Linked DNA regions of Zea mays: region 1 is linked to region 2. Evidence: chromatin contacts called from public Hi-C data. All regions are on one chromosome and are shown on one strand. Each heading gives the region's core, a stretch centred on a gene start, on an enhancer-like site or on the middle of the called end of the contact. The rest is flanking DNA. Distances are from core to core; before and after follow the strand shown.

Region 1 (4,812 bases), core at 960-3,459, 700 kb after region 2:
ATAAAAGTAAACAAACAAAAGTTGGTTTTAGCTAAGGGAGAGTACGTCTTGGTTTTTAAGGAACTAGGAATCTAGTTTCTATTGAGTTGGAATATAAACTGCTATATTTAGAACTACTCTAGTTTCTATAAATCAGTTTCTTCAAAACTGGGTGCTTCAACGCATGCCCTAAATAAGGCCTTCCAAATAGAATTTCCGGAGACTAAAGTTTAGTGGCTAAAGTTTACGATGGTAACTAAAGGAACCAAACACCCCCTAAATTTGCTCGGTGGTTTCAACTAAGAGATAATGACATGATTATCCTTAATTAGTCGTAAAGAATATTCTTATGAAATTGCTAAGGGTATGTACAATCATATTTTATATGAGGTGTCTTAAGTGTTTAAATAAAAGGCATAAGATTGGTCTCTTCACGAAGAGTTTGTCTTTACACAATTTATGGTCTAAAGGTTTATAGTTAGGGCATGTATAATATAGAGCCTTTAAAACAGTTTTCTAGGTACAAGAGATATCTAAGAGATTATATGATACAACCCTAGGCCCTTAGAGTATTAATGCAGTTAAGAGACAATATATGCAGAAAGTCGTGAAGAGACAGACTTTTCGTAAAGAGCTCGTCTCTTGATTTTTTTTATACTTAACCCCCTAAAAACTCTATAAGAGACCCTCGTGTAATAATGTTGTACATGCCGCGCAGTCTATTAATCGTCTCTTTACGCTTGGAAAACCAATCGATGAGAGATTCTACGTGTCCTAAAGACATTTCTAACGCAGCGCCGGGATCTGATCACAGTCAAAGGTTCTGCTTCTGGAACATGGGCGACGCGGCTCCACGAGGCGTGCAACAACAAACAAAAGGCCTTCTCTCGGCTGCACCGCACTCCCCGGCTGGGGTAGCCGGTCCACAGTCGCCGGGCGCGGGGCGCTGACGAGTGACGAGACGTGCGGCGACAACGCGTCGGAGCTCCGGTCGTCGTCGATCTTCTGGAAGGCCAATCGAAGCCTCCCCCGTGGTCTTGCTCTGGTACTCGAGGAATGGGTCAGAGGAAAATTCTCAGCACAGTGATGACTCGTCAAAGGACCGTGACTGCAACTCGTCAATCACCATGCACGTACCGTACCGTACCGTTCCTGTCTCTGGTAGAGTTCCGTTTCACATTGACAGTTGCGTTATCCGCGAATTTTTAGACTCCTGCTAATCCTCCAAACAGATGTCTCACGACTTTTTAAACCAGTGCACAGCACTAGACGGAACGGAATGAACTGGCAGCTGATCCGCCGAGAAAACGGACAAACCGCCGGCTGTTCCCGCAAGAAAACCCCGTCACTCCAGCCACGTTCTCTCCGCCCCACAGGCCACAGCTCAAACTCACACGCCCTCGGCCAGCCGATGCCAACTCGATACGCACCCACATGGCCGTCAGAGTCGAACGGATATTACTTATTCCATATTTATTTTTATATTTTTTTCTTCAAAATCGAATCGAATACATATATTATTAAATGTTAATAGATATCAACATTTTAAATATTATTAAATTTTAATAGGTATTGACATTTTAAATATTAAACTTTAAGATACATACCAGATAGTCAGATCAGGGGCGGAGCCCGCCTTTATTTTGGGGTCAGCTGACTCCGGTAATTTTTTGAATATCTAATAGAAAACAGTGTTAATAACAAAAGTTCTATAGTAAAAATTAAGTAGTTAATACTAATGACCCCGATAAAATATTTGCTAGCTTCGCTACTGAGTCAGATGTATACGGATCGGATCTCAGCTCCCTCTAGAGCTTGTTCCTTGACACGAAACCATATGGATTAGATAATATTGAGCCAATTTAAATTCATAATAAACCAAAATCTATCTCCATCTCAATGCCTAGAACAAAAATAATCGAACAACTACAAACGGTACCATTCACACTAGTACGGTAGTACCGCGTCCGCTCAGCGTAGCAGTGCCAGTACTACTACGTAACGGCTTCCCGCCTGCCTGCGCGTGCGCCGTGCGGGCAAGTAATAACAGGGGAGCGGCCTCCATCCGTCCGCCCGTTCGAACGCCCGCCACCACCATCCGGCCGTCCATCGGTCAACGCCAGCGTACGGCTGGCGTGCCGCCGCTCGTGCGCCGGGGCCGAAGCTGTCAGGTGGGCCCTCGCACCGTTCCTCTCTCCCTCTCCCTCCCCCTCCTCCTCTATTAAAACTCCGGCGGGGCGGGGCGGGGCGAATCCCTGACTTTCTTCTCCACGCCGTGCTCTGCTTCGAGTGAGGCCTGGTTCAGATTTTACAGGGGTTCGGTTCGATCTGGTGTCCGACGGAGGCGGCGGCGGCGGCTCCTCTGCTGTTCGATTGGTACGCATCGGGTTGCCTTTTCCTCTTCTGTTGATCGCGCGCGTGGCGTATCTGATCCGTCGTTGCTCGTTTCTCCTACCATCGAGGAACCCCCGTAGCCATTTGATCTTGAGCACGCGAGAAAGATTCTTCGTCTTGATTAGTTTCTTCCGCGCTGCCGATTGGGAACGGAAAGAAAACCTGTCTCGTCTAGTGTGGTGGCCATTTCTGTTCTGGATTGCTCTTCTTCCCCCCCCCCCCCCCCCCCCCCCCCCCCCCCCCCGCACGTAGGACAACTGATAATTCAGATTTCAAAAAAGAAATATGATGTCATTTTTTGTTTGGTCGATTTCGTGGCAGTTTCTTGACTCGGATGCTTAAGAAACTAGCGGAAACGCCTTCAGCTAGCCACATCTCTCCACTCAGATCCTTACACAATCGACAAGCGCAAGATTGTGAAACTTAATCTCGGCGTTGTTATTTTTATTCGCGTTTTACTGACCGACCGACCGAACTCAAACTGTGTGTTACAGAGGGAGAGGGGCCATGGAAAACCCGGCGCCGCCGACCAACCCGGCCTCCGCCACGCCGTCGCCGTCGCGGCAGCTGCCGGACTTCCAGCAGTCGGTTCGTCTCAAGTACGTGAAGCTGGGGTACCATTACCTCATCACCCACGGCATGTACCTGCTGCTCACCCCGCTGATGGTGCTCGTGGCCGTGTACCTCTCCACGCTCTCCCCGCGCGACGTCGCCGACCTGTGGGCGCACCTCCGCCTCAACCTCATCTCCGTGCTCGCCTGCTCCACGCTCCTCGTCTTCCTCGGCACGGCCTACTTCCTCACCCGCCCGCGGCCCGTGTACCTGGTCGACTTCGCCTGCTACAAGCCCGGGCCGGAGCGCCGGTGCACGCGCGACACCTTCATGCGCTGCTCCAGGCTCACCGGCTGCTTCACCGACGCCAGCCTCGAGTTCCAGCGCAAGATCCTGGAGCGCTCGGGGCTGGGCGAGGACACGTACCTTCCCCCCGCCGTCACGCGGGTGCCGCCCAACCCGTCCATGGACGAGGCGCGCGCGGAGGCGCGGGAGGTCATGTTCGGCGCCGTTGACGAGCTGCTCGCCAAGACGGGGGTCAAGCCCAAAGACATCGGGATCCTCGTGGTGAACTGCAGCCTGTTCAACCCGACGCCGTCGCTGTCGGCCATGGTGGTCAACCACTACAAGCTGCGCGGGAACGTGGTGAGCTACAACCTCGGCGGGATGGGGTGCAGCGCCGGGCTGCTGTCCGTGGACCTCGCCAAGGACCTGCTGCAGACGCACCCGGGGTCGTACGCGCTGGTCATCAGCACGGAGAACATCACGCTCAACTGGTACTCGGGGAACGACCGCTCCAAGCTGGTGTCCAACTGCCTGTTCCGGATGGGCGGCGCCGCGGTGCTGCTCTCGAATCGGCGGTCCGACCGGCGGCGGGCCAAGTACGAGCTGGTGCACACGGTGCGCACGCACAAGGGCGCGGACGACCGGTGCTTCGGCTGCGTGACGCAGGAGGAGGACGGCGAGGGCGTCGTGGGCGTGTCGCTGTCGAGGGACCTGATGGCGGTGGCGGGCGACGCGCTCAAGACGAACATAACAACGCTGGGCCCGCTGGTGCTGCCGCTGTCGGAGCAGCTGCTGTTCATGGCGACGCTGGTCGCCAAGAAGCTGCTCAAGATGAAGAAGGTGAAGCCGTACATCCCGGATTTCAAACTGGCGTTCGAGCACTTCTGCATCCACGCCGGCGGCCGTGCCGTGCTGGACGAGCTGGAGAGCAACCTGGCGCTCACGGATTGGCACATGGAGCCGTCGCGGATGACGCTGCACCGGTTCGGGAACACGTCCAGCAGCTCGCTCTGGTACGAGCTGGCCTACAGCGAGGCCAAGGGGAGGATCCGGCGCCGCCACCGGGTGTGGCAGATCGCGTTCGGGTCAGGGTTCAAGTGCAACAGCGCCGTGTGGAGGGCGCTCCGGTCGGTGAACCCGGCGGAGGAGACGAACCCGTGGATGGACGAGATCGACAGGTTTCCCGTGGATGTTCCCAAGGTCTCTAAGGTTTCAAGCGACTGAAATGCATTGCTAGTTGCGTGAATGATGGAGCTTGCAATTGTTTGGATAGAAGATCTGGTTGGAATTTTTCATAGTTCATTACTATATAGTTGTAGGAGATAGGAAAGGCGATCGACTTCTCTAATCTTGAATTATACATCTGTTAATGTTGTTTCTGTATGGCACTCGGTCCCTGGCCTATCTATATAGTTGACTGCTCGGTGTTCTGACAGTTCTACTATATCTGTTCATTCTCCAACTGTTGATCACTGTTCTTCCACAAATGAACCATCTGAACGATTTGTTGGCCCTTCGGCAATTAGGGAATATATGTGATTAAATCTCGGAGTGGATTCTTGCCTTTTCTTTTTCATAGCAGTACCTGTTCTTTTTTCCCCC
Region 2 (4,524 bases), core at 1,751-4,250:
GCCTGCCGATGGTGTCCTGCCCGCACTTCGCCGAGCAGTTCATGAACGAGAAGCTCGTGGTGGATGTGCTGCGGGTCGGCGTGCCTGTCGGCGTCAAGGGTGCCGCGCAGTGGGGCGTGGAGGCGGAGGGTGTGCTGGCGACGAGGCAGGACGTGGAGAGGGCGGTGGCTGCGGTGATGGACTGCGGGGAGGAGGGCTCCGCGCGCCGGGCAAGGGCCGCCGAGCTCGGCAGGAAGGCTCGGGAAGCCGTGGTACACGGTGGCTCGTCGTTCCGGAACGTGGCGCTGCTCATACAACACGTCCAGCATCGAGCCAGCACTAGAAATCCATGGATTGAAAAGAAGCCGAACGACCGTAGATAAATGTGCACTAACGCGAGTACCACATTAATAACTGTATTACCCAATTGATAAAAACATTATGTATTATTTCAAATATTCTTATCCTCCTCACATAGTCACACGGTGGCCTTCATCTGCTCAACGAAGTCCACCAGAAGCGACATGTTCCGATCCGACGAGCCGCCACGCGCCACGGCGTCCCACGCTTTCCTGCCGAGCTCGGCGGCCCTCGCCTGCCGCGCTGCCCCCACCACCCCGCCGTCCATCACCGCCTCCAAGGCCCTCTCTACATCCTCCCGTGTCGCCACCACGCCCTCCGTCTCCACGCCCCACTGCGTCGCGTCTTTCACGCCAACGGGCACCCCCACCCGCAGCACGTCCACCACGAGCTTCTCGTTCATGAACTGATCCCCGAAGTGCGGCCACGTCGTCATCGGCAGCCCCGCCGCGACGCACTCCAGCACGGAGTTCCAGCCGCAGTGCGTCACGAAGGCGCCCGTGGCCGGGTGCGACAGGATTGCCTTCTGCGGCGCCCAGCCCGTGACCACGAGCCCCCTGTCCCCAACGCGGCGCTCGAAGCCGTCGTCGGACAGCCACCGCTCGAACTCGGCGAGGCTGGCGGGCTTCACAACCCAGATGAACGGGCGGTTGCTCGCCTCCAGCCCGTGGGCGATCTCCACGAGCTGCGGCTGCGACGAGCGGGCCAGGCTGCCGAAGCTCACGAGCACCGCGGACCGGGGCTTCTTCTGCTCGAGCCAGCTCCCGCAGCGGACAGCGGTCGCGTCATCAGAGCCAGACGTCGCAGACAACGGCATGTTGCGCTGGAGGAAGAGAGGCCCCACGGCCCATATCTTCTTGCCGAGCGCCGCCTCATAGGCATCAACGAAGAGGGGCTCGAGCTCTGCGAAGCTATTGACAACCAGGCCATCGGCTCTCGCGTTTTCAGCCATGACCTCGTCGGCGAACACCTTGCCGAAACCCGAGAAGTTTTCCGGCGACCGCGCCCTCGACATCTCGACGTGTATGGGGAAGCCAGGGACGCGCACGGGGCGCTTGTGGTCACTGATTCCCTCGAAGACGCTGTGGATGCTCATCTGGCGCATGCAGAACGAGGAGAAAGCGCAGAAGGTCTCCAACCCGAGCCGCGGCACGCCGAGCTCCCGCGCCACCGCGCCAGTCCACGGGTGGCAGGTATCGGAAACGAGGCCGCTCGCCGGGGGGTGGGCCTCCCTAAGGTGCGCAACGAGCGGCGCGCGGAGCATGGCGCACGCGTCGTGGAAGTTCCTTAGGAAGTCGATGCCTGGGAGCGCGTCGGCACTCTCGCAGCCCTCGGGTAGACCGGCCTCGGTGCACGGGAAGCGGAGCGGGAGGAAGCGGATGGGGAGCTCGCCATCGCCGGGAGCGCGGCCGAGGCGGAGCAGGTTCAGCGGCGTGGTGACGAACGTGACCAGCGCGCCTCGGCTTGCCAGAGCGCGGGCCATGTCGAGCATCGGACCAGCGTGGCCCGCGGCCAGCATAGGCACCAGCACGAAGTGCGGCATCGCGAATCCGTGAGGACAACACCTAGACCGACCAAGACAGAGCGTGTGGCTGAACAGGGTCTTGCTTTGGAGCCGACGACATGGGGGTTGTGAGTTTGTGACGGCGAGGTTGGATGGACAATGTTGACGGCTGCTAATCGTCGTCGATTAGTCCCGCAGAGCTGTGGACAGTGATTGGGACTGAGGGCTTCAGACATACTCTCTCAGTTCTTTTTTATTTGTTGTGATTTAATATTAAAATAAATTAACAGAAATAAACTAACGGACGATAAATATTTAAGAACGATAAATATTTAAGAACGAAGATAGTAATCTAACGTAGAGGAGTGTGGATTGAACACAACCACTCTCGCTAGATGCTCCTTCGAGATGGAATTCAACTTACCTTTTGTCCATTAACGACATATATTATAGAGGTGCTTCTAGTAGGCTTATGAAACTGACAAAAAAATGTGTTGAGCACCATTTGAGACACTGGGTATGGTTGGATGGTCCGGCATTGAGGCTCGAAGGTCCGGCCTGCGGACAGCCCGATCATAGACGTGGACGGTTCGTGATAGTATTAGATCTGGCAATTAAACTCCTATCTTCTCACGTGTTTATCCCTTTAATCTCGCGGGAGTTATTGGAGAACACCTAGGAACGGGTCTAGATCATCTATATATTTGAAGGGATACATCCGATTGAATAACAAACAATCAAATCAATAATTAATTTATCTTTCGTTCTTTACATTTTTTTCCTAGGAGTAGACGGTAACGTAGCTTTCTCTCTCTAATCTTCACCCCTCTCTGACTCTACTTCGTATAGAGGCGTCTCGCATGGTCTGCCGATTCTAAGACAAATCCTAGGATCTCTCCTCCCCGACGGGGTCCCTCCCGGGAGCGAGACTCAGGTGTTGTTGGCAAACTTTATTGCCTCTACGCACGCGCGGGCCATCCGATTCGTCGGTAGAAACCCTAGCCGCTACGCCAGGTCGTGGACCGTTCGGCCCTCGGCCGCGAATCGTCCATGTTATCACAGAGAGCATCATAGTGATTGGCGCCCAGATCGGCACCAATACACTTTTTAGTGACTCCGCTGGGGACAAGATGTAAAGATCTATCAGATCAGCCCCGATGGCCAGTTCAAAGGATAGTTCCAACGTCTCTCCCAGCAACATTATCGAGCCGACTATGGAGACTCTATCGGCTGAGGATCAGCGAGAGTTCGAGGAGCACAAGGAGTAGCTGATCAAGGAGGCCTAGGCGAAGTTCCTGGCCAACTTTAAGGTGGACCGAAATAAAAAAGTTGTCCAACAATGGGCGATTGATCTGGCTTCGATCCGACCTACTACAACTACCCCCAAAGTAAGTGAAACAAACGAAATCCAATCCCTTAGATCTTACGTAGATGAGCAGCGAGAACAAATGCAATGAATACTAAGGGGTATGCAAGAGGATTATAAGAGGCTAGCACGTGCATTTGATAAATCTGATGTTGCCAATTTTCTATCGCACGAGGGTAAGACTAGGGAAAATACACGCGATCCATCGGCTACAAATTGGTATGACCAGTCCCAACCACTTTATGGGGTGCCGATAGACACATATCCTAGACAACCACAACCTTCTGCGCAGATCGGGGTAAATCCACCGATTTGCGCATGGCCGGACCGTCCGCGCCTGAGTGTGGACTGTACAGACCAGCGGCGACCGACCCCATTTTCTGAACCGAGTTACCGAATTCTGCGCCAGGGCCACCACATTTTGTGCAAACCCTAACAGACCCTTTCGGACTGTCCGCGGATATGGCCGGACAATCCAAATATACGCCCGGATAGTCCGCGCACACAGCCGAACGACCCATGTACCAGATCGGACAGTCCGGCATGGAGTATACAGAACGTAATATTAATTATCCCTCATCTTTATACCTGTCTCAGCCAAACCTCACGTTACACCCCACAACACCACAGTACCATAATACTACATGCCTGACATGTGGTGGTGAGTACTTTTGCCCCCTAGAAGGCCAGAAAGAGATGACTAGTCATATGAGCCACCAGGGGCCAGCATTAATGCTCCACATAACCCAAACCTGTGGGCAGGAAGACGACATAATACCCAAACACCCAAACATATGCCAAAACAAAGGGTCAGTGGACTACCATCGGTCGCTATTGACATAGTAAGGGAAGAGATAGCTGGAGCATTTCGAGATAAGCTCCGAATTAGCATAATCCCGGGAGAGCAGTTATATCGAAAACCCTATGACAGCTAATTTGATTACCACCCGTACCCCAGGGAACAAGGATACCCGATGTAACATTCTAAAATTGTATCTTGGTAAATTAAGAAAATTCCCTAAAGATTTAGAATTTCAAGTGTATTATAACAATGTTATGAATTGAGACTATCTTCCCTGAAATTTAATAAAGAGTAAATATACAAATTTGGCTACATAATTAAACTATATTTTAAATAAAGGGTGGTGAATTGTTTTACCTAAACTATTCCTTTTGGGTTATATGGGTAGTGTTTGGTTCGGTGTCAACGAAGAATGGGACGGGATCAACCCTGAGTTGACCTCGTCCCTTATTTTTTGAGAGATGACCCCATCCACCATTTTTTAAGAATATTTCTTGACCCTGACTCTGAATC

Evidence for each region. Hi-C and Micro-C count contacts between places; a contact is called where the count stands out from the background.
Region 1: a contact with region 2 is called in a Hi-C map of bundle sheath, with 5 times the contacts expected there. The contact joins the promoter of LOC100285225 here to the promoter of LOC103628609 in region 2. A contact is called at or near these places in 3 of 25 Hi-C or Micro-C datasets (bundle sheath, leaf and tassel).

What each region holds. Positions count from the first base shown.
Region 1 is chr5:161,728,555-161,733,366 of Zm-B73-REFERENCE-NAM-5.0, forward strand. LOC100285225 (fatty acid elongase) reads left to right here and starts at 2,210. Exons shown (of 2, transcript NM_001158119.2): 1 at 2,210-2,355; 2 at 2,868-4,697. The coding sequence starts at 2,881. The coding sequence ends at 4,434.
Region 2 is chr5:161,031,118-161,035,641 of Zm-B73-REFERENCE-NAM-5.0, forward strand. It overlaps LOC103628609, which reads left to right and starts at 3,001. Exons shown (of 2, transcript XM_020538147.3): 1 at 3,001-3,107. The coding sequence starts at 3,001. LOC103627130 (UDP-glycosyltransferase 73D1-like) reads right to left here and starts at 1,932. Exons shown (of 1, transcript NM_001319709.1): 1 at 351-1,932. The coding sequence starts at 1,882. The coding sequence ends at 458. It overlaps LOC100273247, which reads left to right. Exons shown (of 1, transcript NM_001147689.1): 1 at 1-432. The coding sequence ends at 362.